Regions from separate parts of the Sus scrofa genome. Here region 2 is linked to region 1. Evidence: chromatin contacts called from public HiChIP or PLAC-seq data. All regions are on one chromosome and are shown on one strand. Each heading gives the region's core, a stretch centred on a gene start, on an enhancer-like site or on the middle of the called end of the contact. The rest is flanking DNA. Distances are from core to core; before and after follow the strand shown.

Region 1 (6,439 bases), core at 3,557-6,056:
CTGTCCTCATTGTGAAACCAAGGCACCTTGAGGTGACTGCAGATCTCACCGGAAGAGAGGCTGCAGGCTGCAGTGGGTAGGTACGCCCAGACCACAGTGCACATGGGCCCGCGAGCCAGCATCAGTGTCTCAGGCGGCCCCCAAGGAAACCACTGCCCTATGCAGTCAGCTCCAAGACATAGCAGGATTTGGGGCATGGTTAGCGCAGCCCCCAAAACAGACCAGAAAAGATGGGACAGTCACATGGACACAGAAGAGGGCTCAGCACATGGTATCTGACACCTCAAGCTCCCTTAGGAAACCCCCTGCACATGCACACACACCCTGCACACACATCATTCCAGCAAGACTGCTTATAGCTGCAAGCAATAGATGACCCAACAGTCGTGGCTTCAACAGGCTGGTTTATTGTCTTACACTGTGAGCTCTGGAGGCATGTGGCTGGGGACACTGGTTTAGCAGCCGCACGATGTCTGGTCAGGGCCAGTGATGCCACAAATCACCACTTCGGGGAGATGAAAGCTGAAGAGGACCCAGGGATTCCAGCTGACTGCCCCCGACTTTTCACTGACCAGGACTGTTGGTCACATGCCTCTCCTGGACCAATCTCTGGATGTGACTGGCTCAGACTACCTTCCTGGGACCAGGAGAGCTTGTACCTCAGAGGTCAAGGGGGTCCACTGATAGGAAGGGGTGGCTGTTGTGTCTCTACCACGAGGACAGGACCCCCACCTGACAGCACCCTGCATCCAATCAATGCTGGGGGAGCATGTGGACCTGGCAGCGCCACACACGGTGACCCCATGAGGGTGACATTGCCACCATGCAGGTGCGGGGCGGGGGCAGTCTGGACACCCTCTCTACAGAGAGGCCAGCTGCCAAGGGTGTGGGGTGTGGGGCCATTCCAAGGAGTCTGGGTTCAATTCTGAGTGAGACGGTCGGAAGCCTGCAGTTTTGTGCAGGGATGGAGCCAGACCTGATATGTTTTAAGAAGATCACTACGCTGGGTGGAGAATGGTTCCTATGGGGGTGGAGGCAAAGCCAGGAAACTGGGAACACAGGAGCAGGTGGGAAATGCAGAGCTCTGGAAGGGGTGTGTGAGACTGAAGGGTAGCCTCAGGAGCTGCGGATGTGCCATCCTTGGAGCTGGCAGGGCCCTCAGCCCACTTCACCTTGTAGAATGTGCAACTTCTCACCCACCTTCAGACAGGTTTCTGGTAAGAGCCAGGGTGCTGCGGTCCTTGTGCTTCCTCCTGGGGAAGACCTGGCTCTTGCGGGCATTCTGTGTCTTTGGGGTCTGCAGCTTGTCATGCCCTGCCCCCGCCCGTCCTGGCACCTAAAAGCGCCTGGTACTGCCCTGTCACCACACTTGTCTGCCTGACACAAGCAATCACCTGGGGGAGGGGGACAGCTTCCCGAGCCAAGAGGCCTGGGTTCAGATCCCAGCCCAACTTCTCACTGGCTGAGTGACCGCAGGCTGGCTGGACCTCTCCATGCCTCTCGTCCCTAATTTGTACCAGCAGAAGAGCACCTATCCCAGGGCTATCACAAGGATCACACGAATGATCACACCTACAGGTGTCAGCTGGTGTTATTGGCATTCTCGAGCCACCTTCATCCACTCACAGCACAGCGATAAACCATCACATGCTGGGGAGAGGGGGAGGACAAAGGGCCCTGGGCTGGCCTCTGCCTGTGCTCTCAGGGCTGGAGCTCAGGACAGTGGCAGCAGGATGGCCTCGGGGTGCAGCTGGGTTGACAGCAGATCTGCAGGGCAGGGTCCTCACCCCGGGCTATCTGGCTGGGGCTGAAGGTCACGGCAGCATCAAACTGAGCCTTGAGCAGCTGAAGTTGCTTCAGCACCTGCAGCACCTCTGGGGCAACCTCAGCCACACCCCCCAGAAGGTTGTAGTTCTCACCCGGGTCCTCAGACAGGTCAAAGAGCAGCGGGGGCTCATGGGCAGTCAGAGGACTAGAGGCGTGGCATGCAGGGTCCGCAGTGGTGTCGCTGTGGATAGAGCCTGGGGAGGGGGACATGTCTGTGCACAGGGCAAGAGGGAGGGGAGTGCTGGGTTCTGAGGCTCCAAGGGGTTGGCATGGCTGGGGCAGAGGAGGTTACCCTGGGTGAAGAAATGCGCCTTGTACTTCCCGCTGCGCACAGCAAAGACCCCTCGGACCTCATCTGGGTAGGCCGGGTAGAAGAAGAGCGTCCGCCGGGGACTCTGCAGGCAAAGTCAGGGGTCTCCGCATCCCCAGAGCCATGAGCTCTGCGCTGGGCCCTGGATGTACAGTGGCTTCCTGCCCACCAAGGAACCCCAGGGGTGGCACCAGTGGATGTTAAGCAACAGAGCATCCACCTGGCCCCAGGGACTTCAAGTGCTGCCCAAACTCATTTCCGGGAGGGTAAGTGGGCGGGGATTGTGGTCACTGGCCCTACCTTGCCTGTACCCAACAGCAAGGGGCTGAGGTCAACGCCATCCAGGGTGACATTGGGGAGCGGGGCCCCGGCCAGGGCCGCCAGGGTGGGCAGTAGGTCTAGGGAGCTGGCCAGCTCGTGGGTCACACCTGGGGGTAGACAGCTGGAGTCACTCCATGTGCGGATCAGGGGTGGGGAGATGGGACCAAGAGTCCAGGAGGAGGAGGCCTGAAGACTGACCAGGAGCAATGTGGCCTGGCCAGAAAGCCAAGGCAGGCTCTCGGACACCTCCCTCAAAAGTGGTTCCCTTTCCGCATCGTAGGAGGCCGGAGCAGCCGCCATGGGACATCCGCATCGTCTCGGGTCTGGGACATACAAGGCGGTCATCAGTGATGAGGGGTCCACCTGGTGACCCCATCCCCAGACTCCTGAGTTACCCACTTTGCCCAGCAATGGCCAGCACGTGTCTGTCCCCTCCCTGTCCTACCAAGGCCAGCACATCTATGTACCTGTGGCCCCTGGCCTCCCACACACATGCATGTGGACATCACTGTATGTGGCCAGCATCTCCTGAGACCCTTATCGCACTATGTCCTTGGCCAGCGGTCAAGGTGGGAAGACCCCAGCGCCCTCCTGTGCCGCAGCCACAGTACCCGTTATCTGCAGTGAAGATGACCAGTGTCTCTCCGAGCAGCCCCAGGTCCCCCACAGCTGTCATCAGGGCCCCCACAGCTGCATCCAGCTCCATCAGGGAGTCCCCAAATGGCCCTCGGCCTGAGTGCCCCGAAAAGCTCTGCCCACTGAACTGGGGGTAGTGGGTGTGCTGGGGGTAGAGACTCGAGTTAGCGTGGGGTTGGGTCACAGGCAGCTCAGGGCAGGGGCAGGGGCACTTACGTGGGAGGCGTAGTACAGGAAGAATGGGCGGCCCTGGCGCTGGGCATCAGCCATGAGGTCACGGGCGAAGGCCACGTAGCGGGCCTCAAGTCCAGGCAGCCAAGGGGGCTGCGCCTCCACCGACAGGTTGGCCAATAGCGGGACAGGGACTAGGCCCTGGTCACAGCTGCCGTCGCAGGGGGTGGACGGCGGGAAGCAGGTCAGGTTCTGGCAGGGGCCCTGGGGGAGCAGCTCCTTCAGAGGTCTGGGCTATAGGGTGGGGCTGTCGGGTCAAGGGAAGGACGCTGGTAGTTCCTACCTGGTCATGGGAGTATGGGATGCCCAGGAATCGATGGAAGCCCTGGTGGGGGGGCAGAAAGGCCCCCTCAGGCCCCACCCCAAGGTGCCACTTGCCAGCCATCCCTGTGAGGTAGCCTCGGGCAGCAAGGACCTCAGCCAGGGTCACCTCCTCCAGGGGAAGACCCCCTCGGGAGCTGGGTTCCAGAACGCCAGGGTACAGGCCCATCCGAACTGGGAGTCGGCCGGTCAGGAGGGCAGCCCTGCAGGACAAGTCACAGGGTCCGTGAAACAGAGCAAAACTGACTGAGATGAACAGAGGAGATGAGGTGAGAGCGGCGGAAGACGAGGGAGGTGAATGTCTCCCCGCTGCAATCCAGAGTGAAGCCAGAGGAACCGGTGGGCAGGGGTGGGCGCCTGGGGTGCACATTCCGTCTCCTTGCTCACCGGGAGGGTGTGCACAGAGACACCGGCACATAGAAGTCGGTGAACCGCAGACCCCCTGCGGCCAGCTGGTCCAGATTGGGGGTGGTGGAACTGGGGTGCCCGTAGGAGCCCAGGTCTCCGTAGCCCAGGTCATCAGCAAAGATCAGCACGATGTTAGGTGGGCTGGTAGCAGCCAGGCCTGAGGCCAAGGCCAGAGTGAGGGCCCACAGAGCCACCATGGCCCACAGCACAGACCGGCCTGCAGCAGGAGACCCTTGAGAGGGAAGGCACACAGGGTTCCAGCCAGCTCTAGCTCTGACGCCCCAGACCCAGACCTAGACCCTAACCTCCCCCAGCAACCCAGGCTCAGCCACTACCCTCCCCTGAGACCCCAGACCCGAATCCTCCCCCGACTGAGACAACTCCTTTCCTGAAGTCCCAGGGAACTCGGCACCGAGACCCTCGACTCCAACAGAACCCAGGAGCCCGGAGCCTTGGATCCAACTCTCTGGAGACTCCCAAGGACCAGGACACTTTCACATTCTCCGGCGGAGATCTGACCCTCTTCACCTACTGGTCCCGGCCCAGGCTCGTGGGCAGGGGCAGAAGTCCCCGCACACTGACCCGCGGGGGCCCGAGAGGCGGGACGAGGGCAGTTCGGGTCCGAGGAAGGCTGGTGCGGCGGAACAGCGACAGGCACAGCCCCTCACCGGCACTTCCGCCTCAGCCCCGCCCCGCGGCCCGCCCCCTAACCCGTGACCCGACGCGGCCCGCCCAGGGGTGGGGCGGGACGCGGGGCGGAGCTGGCCGGGGGGCGGGGCGGAGGGGGCGGAGCCGGGTCGCGCCTGGGCAGCGAAGGGCGGAGTGGGTGTGGCGCGGGGCTGGCGAGGGCGCCGGCACGGTTGTGCGCGAGCTCCGCCACGCTCTGCGTCCCGAGGCTGTTGGCGCCCGGCTCGGGGGCGAGCTCCTCGTGTTCGCGCTCGGCGTGTGGACTGTTTCTTAAGGGGCGTGAGCCGGCAGAGTGCGGAATGAGCAAATCGAAACGAAAAGCTTGGAGTCCGCCGACTGCTGGCGTTTCCTTCCACACTACCTTTGGTGTATTTCTTGAAATACAAGATCGAACATTCTTGGAGTTCTCTTGTGGCGGAGCGTGTTAAGGACCTGGTGTTGTCACTGTAGCGGCTTGGGTCACAGCTGTGGCACGGGTTCAATCCCTGGCCCAGAAACTTCTACACGCCATGGGCGAGGCCATAAAGGAAAAGAGAGTTATTTCCAGCACTTTCCCCTCCGTGTACATGTGTGTCTGTGTGTTAGGGTATTGGAGGGGGCATCTGGGGTCTGGTCTGCCTCCAGGTTACAGCAATGAGAAAAACGCATAGAAAGAGGAGATGTTTGGTCCTGGCTCCACCGGTAGACAGGCTTCGATGAATTTCTTCACCTTCGTGGTCTACAGTTTAACTGTGTCAGAGTAAGAGGGAGGTCAGCTGAATGCCCCAAGATCCATGCAGTAACTCCCCCAGAGCATCTGTTCCCAGCAGCTCCCCAAGGTCACACCCCCATAACCCTCCCAAGACAGCTTTCTGGTCTCATGCTCCCCCACAAGTTCTGACCTCAGGAAGAGCAGGCTTTGGGCACTGGTCGGGGAGGGTATTCCACGGTTACTGACCCTGGGCCAGCGAGAGAGTGGGTAGGGCCCTTGAAAGGCCTCTGGTTATTGGGTGGGGGCCAAGAGAGTGTCCACTGAGGCCCAGCCCTGGCTGTGGAGCTGGCATTTTCCTGATGAAAGAGGAAAGCTCAGGATGAGAAGCAGTGTTGAGGAGCAAAATTTGAAGGGGAGGGACTCCCGGAGACAGGGCTGGGCTCCAGGCTGCTGCTGACTTGGTAGGCAGTGGAAGGGGCTCTGTAAGCTGCATCCAGATAGTATCACATTCCAGTGTGGTTTCTGGGTCTGTGCATGGGGCGGCCAGGGCAGAGCTTTTCCATGGCCCAGAAATCTTTGAACCTGTAATTGGAACTATCACAGCTGGTCGGCGCTGTGAACTGGAGTTTAAAAGGAATCGTCCAAAAGCACTTTCTTCCCTTTATACTGCAAGCTGGGAATTACCCCAGGCAGCAGAGGACCTGCCCTTATTCTCTGGAAGAGCCTGCCAGCGTTGTAATGTCATGCAAATGGCTGGCGCTTTCCCCCGCTGTCTCTGGAGGCTGCTCAGGTGTGTGTGCTTGGGACCCCAGAGCCAGCCCAGCCCTGACCTCCGGGTGGGGGAGGGCCATGTGCTGCCAGCTATGTTTGTTCAAAGCAGGCGGCTGAGTCTTTCAGAGATGTGAGTCTTTCTTGGCTTTGCTGCTGGAGCCGACAGGAGGGTCAGCTTGGGACAGAGCCCCGGCAGGAGGCAGCCTGCCAGGGTGCGGGAAGTGACTCTGGATGTT
Region 2 (6,028 bases), core at 3,370-5,869, 45 kb before region 1:
GCCTCCCGGCTGAGCCTGAAGTCGACCCCTTCTGGGGTCACTGTGAATTGGAAGGCCACAGCCTGGTGCGCTTCCGCCATCCTGGGGGTTGGTCAGCACCTGGGAGGCGGCAGGACCGCGCACGGGCAGAGGCTCAGCCGCCCGCGCCGAGGCTCCGCCCCCCGCCATTGCCCCCCCCCCCCCCGCCGCCTGCGGGTCCGGGGGCCTTCCCGGCCCCGCAACCGCCTCAGATCGTCGCGCGAAGGCGCAGAGGTCGGGGGGCTTGAAAACGTCAGGCGCTCCAACCACAGGGAAAGGCTGCCGAAGTCGGTCTGGTGGGGAGGCGGGATCTCAGCAACCCCGGCCCTGCCGCCTGGGGCCCTGGCACCCCGGCACCTTCCGCGACACCCCCACCCCACCGCCTTGCCGGCCCAGGTCTTTGCCACCCTCCAGCTTCACTCACAGAAGGGCTTTGCTCCCGTCCGCTTGTGGGGCCAGTTGCTCTGGCCGTGTCCCCACGTCCTTCAAGCCCGGCCACCTAAGTCCCGCCCTCGCCGGGAACCCGACACACACTCCCAAATTTGGGGTGAGAGAACAGATGGGGGGCGGCAGCCAGAATCTACCCGCCTCTCTGTGGCGAGAATCAGGCGTGGCGGGGGGCAGTTCCTCCAAGCCGAAGACTGTTCAGAGGTCTGGGAGCTGGGGGTGGGGGGGGCAGTGGGTCTCACGTGAGGATGGTGGCATTAGAGCTAAAAATAGCCTAATGTAGGGAAAAGGTCGTCAGTGTGTCAGCTGTGCCTCCTGTTCCCTGATCTCCAGCGCCCCGGCTGGGCAGCGCCACCCCGGGGCCCTCTCTGTACCCCATTACTCCCCAGAGCCCCCCACCCAAGTCCTCAGAACGACTTCTAAGCTGCAGCAGGGACCAGGGAGAGCAGGCAGGGGCTCCAACTGGCAGGATAGATCCCTAGACACTTTCAAGCCCAGATCGTCCAACGGCCGTGCTTTTCAGGAGGGAAGTTGAGGCTCTGCACAGTGGTCACTGTGTCATCTGCGTGCAGTCCTTTGTGGGACCTTCTGCCGCACCCAAGCAGGGCAGGACAGGGTGTGAAGGAAGAAGCTGGTTTATTGTCTTAAAGCACACATCCCAGGGCTTCTGCCCACTTGCCCACGGTGGGGACCTGCTCACACTTGGGGCTGGAGAGGCCAGCTTCCTCAACCCCGGTCTCACGCGGGGGCTCAGCCCAGTCCCCAGGGTCCTGCCCTGGAGGCTCCGGGAGAGATCCCAGGAGCTGGGAGGTGGAGCATCAGGATGAGGGCTGGAGGCTGGTCAGCTGTGCCTTCTGCTGGAAGTAGGACTGGAACCGAGACTGGGCATACTCCTAGGAAAGGAAACCCACCCACAGACTGGTGAGAACACTCGGCTCCCCACGCCTCCCCACGCCTCCCTCAGTCTCCCCCACAGGCCCCTGCCGCTCCCCCTTCGCGCACCTAATTCACTCTCCTGGGTTACTTACCAAGTAGCCAAATTCTATAGTGGACATGGATGCCTGGAGAATGGACCAGAGACCCCAAAAGAAATGAGATGCCAGAGCGTACCTGAGGGGCAGGAAAAGAGGGCTTCAGAGCATGTTTGGCATTGCCTGAGCCCCAGCCCTAGACTGGAAACTAACGTCTCCTGCATCATCCTAACCGCTGCCCTGTCCGGATTCTTCCCACTCTCACGGCGTCCCGTCAGCCTCGGCCTCCCCCCTGGCTGCCAGCCCCCTCAGTGCTTCCACCTGACCTGCGGCTTCCTCAGGCCCCCTTTCCTCTGCCCTGTGCCCCACCCTCTTTCCTCACCGATTAGCCTCTACCAGCAAATCCGCTTCTAGTTTCCTCTGCTCCTCCTGGGAGATGGTTTCACCTTTCTTTACCTCCGCCAGGTAGTGGCGAATAAAATGGAGCTGAAATCAAAAGATAAGAGTCAGGAAATGGGGAGACTGGGGGCATTTCCCAGGTAACACCCTTCCCCACCGTTCCTTCCAGACTTCACTTTCCTTCTCCCTCAGAGGCCAGATCCTGCTCCCCAACTTCTGGCTCACATACCTGCTGTCCCCGGGTGGGGTAGTCTGCAGGCTGCGCTTTGTAGAAAGGCCACTCCTCGTGCGTATAATCGTAAACCCACTCACAAAAGTGGTTCCCAATGTCAAAGCCCCTGGGGGAATAAGGCAGATAGTGGGCAGCTAGGATGCAGAGAAAAGCCTGGTCTGCTTTTCCAGGGCGCTGGGAACAGACCCCCATGAAGCCGTCCTCTTAGCCTCACCTGTAGTTATAACTGCTATACTCGAAATCAACCAGCATGAGGCTGTCGGCATTTTCCGGCTCTGAGAGCAATAAGATGTTCCCTGGAGGAGAGTGGGTAAGGTTCTGGTCACTCCGGGGCCCTCTGGTCCCCCCACCTTAGGCTGGGAGACTCAGATGCTTTCTCCTACCTTCCTGGATGTCGTTGTGGCAGAAGACCACTGGTGATGGGGTAGTGTCTAGCAACTTCCTGGAGGGGAACAGGGGCACAGGTCCTGAGCAGGAGTGATGAAAGGAGGGTCTGACCCACCCTCGTGGGCTAGGCCTTGACCCCAGCCCTCAGCAAATCCTGCAGAGGCACCACGAGGTTCCTGGCACACCTCCTATGAGCTTCGGTCCCTGCTGTCCCACCCCATCCTGCCTGCCCTCACCTGAGGCTGCCCATTTCTTCCTTCAAGCTGTACATCTCCAGCAGGTTCATCTGGGGAAGGCCAGTGGGGGGCAGGTCCTGGATCTGCTTTAAATACCTAAAGCCCCAAAACAAGATACATTCACCCTGCTGTCCTTTTCCTCTACCCCAGGCCAAGCTGTCCTGCCCGTTCTGTCACTGACGCGTCTAGGGATCAATGGGAAGCCTGTTCTGTGAGAGACCACGCTAGACAGTGGGACGCCTGATCCACTCAACTGGAGGGATGGATCGACCACTGGACGCATTCGGCTACAGTCCAGTGTAGTAACTGCCAGCATGAGGGTCCAGCCTGAATGCAGGAGCCCCGAGGAGGCCCCTGACTCACCGCTCCATAGTCCCAAATAGCCAGTGAGGCTCCTTAGTGAAAGGCATCTCCATGCCGTGGAAACGGGCCATCTTCGTGGCAATGGCTGCAGACAACACTGGCTCTCGAAGCTCGTGGGTCTTCAGTGGCCGGCTCTGCACCCAGGAACCTATCAGGGTGGTGAAGGGGCTGGGGCAGGAGGGGAAGGGTAGGGGAATGGGGGGAGGGAGTCAGGGGCTGGGGGAAGATTCCCTACCTGGGAGTAAGGGACGTGGAGGCAGACATTGGGAAGGGGGATAGGGGCTGGGGAAGTCAGGGCCGGGCTGGGCTCATACTGGGATGTACTGTTCCAGCCGGCCCTCCGGAAAGACTCCGTAGAGCTGGGGGCCCAGCGCCCGCTCTGCAAGAATGGCGAACATCACACTTTCAAGGACCAAGGAGTCCACGCCCTGAAAGAAGATGTACAGCGAAGGGTTCACAGTCACAAGGTCAGCAGCAAAGCGGCGCTGTCACCCCCGGGACCTTCAGCTTGCTCCTCCCATCACAGCTGGGACTTCGGGTTCTATTGCCTAGAGGCTCCGGAGCGCGGGCATTTCTACCATAAAAACAAAGTACTTAGGCCCTGAGCCTGAGGATCCCCAACTGTGCAACGGAGACAGTACCACCTGCCACTCTTAGGTGAGAGGTCCTAGGCCACCGGCCACCGCGGCCCTCACTCCCTCCTCACCTGCAGGATGGCCCCATACAGCCGCAGCAGCACCTCCCGGGGCTCCTCGCCAACACTGGGCAGGTGGTCCGGCAGCGAGCAGCGGAAGAGCAGGTTACTGAGGCCTCCGCTGCAGACCCATAACAGGGTGCGCGCTCAGCCCGCCGTCCGCTCCGCTCCCCAGGCCCGGGGTGCAGCCCCCGCGCCCCGCCCCCGGGCCCCCTCGTCGCAGCGGGCGCCATCCCGCTCCCGGTCGGCAGAAACGCTGAGCTTCCCAAGGGCCTGAGCCTGAGCTGAGCCTGACCCCCACCTGCGCACCGGAGGGGCTGACCCCTGACCTCCTACCTCACGGGGTCAACCCTCAGCTCCTCCGGCCGCACTCGGCGCCAGGCCCCGCCCAAGTACTCCCGGCACCACTGGTAGGCTCGGCGCTCGGCGTCTCGCGACCGCGCGGAGCCGCGCCGCCGGCTTGGGGCCGCGTCGGGGCATTTAGACTGCAGCAAGCTGTCCTTGGCCAGGAGGCCTCCGACAGCCCCGCCTCCGGCCACAGCTGTCCCCTCGGCCGCCATGGCGCGGGTTCCACCCGGCCCAACGCCCGGCAGCTCTCAGGCCCTTCGGGCAACCTCGGCTCCTTCCGGCTGCGCTCGGCTCCGCTCGGTTCCGCTTCCGGCCAGCCTGCGCGGCTCTGGTCGTCTTCGGGTCTCCCCGGCTCCGTTCCGCTCTTGGCGGCGCCACTCAGCTCGCTAGAAGACCTGTTTCGGGGGCCAGTGCGGAAGGCTGGGCCCCGCCCCTGTCCAGAGCAAAGGCCAATGGCCTCTCTCTCTGGGCAGGGCTGCTCGAGAGACAGGCCACTGTTTGGACCGTAACCCGGAAGCAGGAAATGGCGCGGACCAATCAGAAGAGTCGCGAGCCGTCGGGCCCGGGGCGCAGCTGTCTGTCACGTGGGCGAACCACACGGGCGGGCCGGTGAGTCCTCCGCTGAGTGGCAGGCGGGACCCATAAGGGCGGTGGCCCGGGGAAAGTGCCTCTGAGACCGGGAGGGCCTTCTCCAGGGTCAGGGCGCTGACAGGGCAGCGTCCGTACCTCAGCGGACAAAGTTGGTTCCTGGGGCAGTCAGTCGGCCAAGGAAGAGAGCCACTGGATGAGGGTGGCGAGTCCTGAGTGTGGGTCACACGAGGAGAGGAGAGAGTTGGGGAGGGGGTGCATATGGCAAGTGTCAAATAAACTTTAGTTAACAAATAGCCTGAAATCCCTCATCATCGCTGGGACTCCCTTGCCCTTTTGAAGGGCACCGCTGAAAAGGGGCTCCTGCTGCCCTTCTTGAAACCAGCCTAACCCCGTTCCGCCAGCCCCCTTGCCCCCACACCTAAAATCAATTACAAAATCAAACCCGGGAGGAGAGGCTCACATCTTGGAGCAGATACTGGACGCTTCATCACATCTCCTTGTCCAGCTGCGGCAGTTTGGAGTGCTTCCTTGCATTTCTTCCATCCCTTGCTGGAGCGTCGACAGGGGAAGACTTGACCCCTGGGAATCCGTGGCACTGTTGGACCACGGTGTTCTTTGGGGTGAAATAGATGGATAGCTGACTAGAATGGTGTGGTGTTTGATTTGAATAACGAGAAAGAAATCAAGAATTAGTGATCAGAAGGCGAATGTCAATTGCTGCAGTAGAAAATCATGATTCCTCACTCTGTATTTTAATCTGAGCCGGTTCTGAGACCTGGAACCCACTGGTGGAAAGGGAGGCTCAGTCCCTTACAGAAAGGATCCTACAATGCCACCAAATGTACATTAAAAAATACTCCTCTAATCCTTTCCCAAAGGGACCTAGCACCTCTTAACAAAAGTCCCTTACTTTGGAAAAGGGACTATCCAGACCTTTCAAGAGCTGTTAGATACAGGATCTGAGCTGACACATGTGCAGGGCACATGAAGCCTCATGGACCACCCGTCTGAGTAGAGGCTGTGGAAGTCCCATGGTGAACAGGATCCTGACCCAAGTCTTGAGGTCACTTCCTTGGTCCTGGTGCATACTTGGGGTTATATTATATCTAGTAATGGGCAGAGCTTGTACTTTGACCCCTGACCTCACATGGTATGAAGAGCCACGGGGAAGCCTCTGAAACCCCACCCCCTCCCATGCTGCATTCCATGTCACTCTCAAAGACATAAATCTCATTATACCCCTGTCAATTCACCTGAATGGCCCCTGCAAAATCCAGGTGGGTTCAAGTAAGTGGTGGCGGGCTCCCACAAAGTAAGCCTTCATTCGCAGCAGCTGTGTCGG

Evidence for each region. HiChIP or PLAC-seq counts read pairs in DNA pulled down with a chosen protein or histone mark.
Region 2: an H3K27ac HiChIP or PLAC-seq map of alveolar macrophages shows a contact between it and region 1. The contact joins the promoter of CHKB here to the promoter of ARSA in region 1. A contact is called at or near these places in 3 of 47 Hi-C or Micro-C datasets (embryonic fibroblasts, epiblast stem cells and skeletal muscle) and 2 of 2 datasets of contacts at active chromatin or transcription factors (alveolar macrophages and skeletal muscle).

The regions. Positions count from the first base shown.
Region 1 is chr5:105,470-111,908 of Sscrofa11.1, reverse strand. ARSA (arylsulfatase A) reads right to left here and starts at 4,806. Exons shown (of 9, transcript NM_213933.1): 1 at 4,583-4,806; 2 at 4,034-4,286; 3 at 3,609-3,849; 4 at 3,311-3,529; 5 at 3,070-3,239; 6 at 2,657-2,781; 7 at 2,438-2,565; 8 at 2,120-2,222; 9 at 1,579-2,021. The coding sequence starts at 4,251. The coding sequence ends at 1,702.
Region 2 is chr5:150,229-156,256 of Sscrofa11.1, reverse strand. CHKB (choline kinase beta) reads right to left here and starts at 4,619. Exons shown (of 11, transcript NM_001206360.1): 1 at 4,084-4,619; 2 at 3,760-3,868; 3 at 3,368-3,481; 4 at 3,054-3,187; 5 at 2,691-2,786; 6 at 2,451-2,509; 7 at 2,282-2,363; 8 at 2,065-2,173; 9 at 1,819-1,922; 10 at 1,494-1,575; 11 at 1,081-1,358. The coding sequence starts at 4,307. The coding sequence ends at 1,284. It overlaps LOC102161600 (a long non-coding RNA gene), which reads left to right and starts at 4,728. Exons shown (of 3, transcript XR_002343833.1): 1 at 4,728-6,028. It overlaps CPT1B (carnitine palmitoyltransferase 1B), which reads right to left and starts at 80. Exons shown (of 18, transcript NM_001007191.1): 1 at 1-80. The coding sequence starts at 80.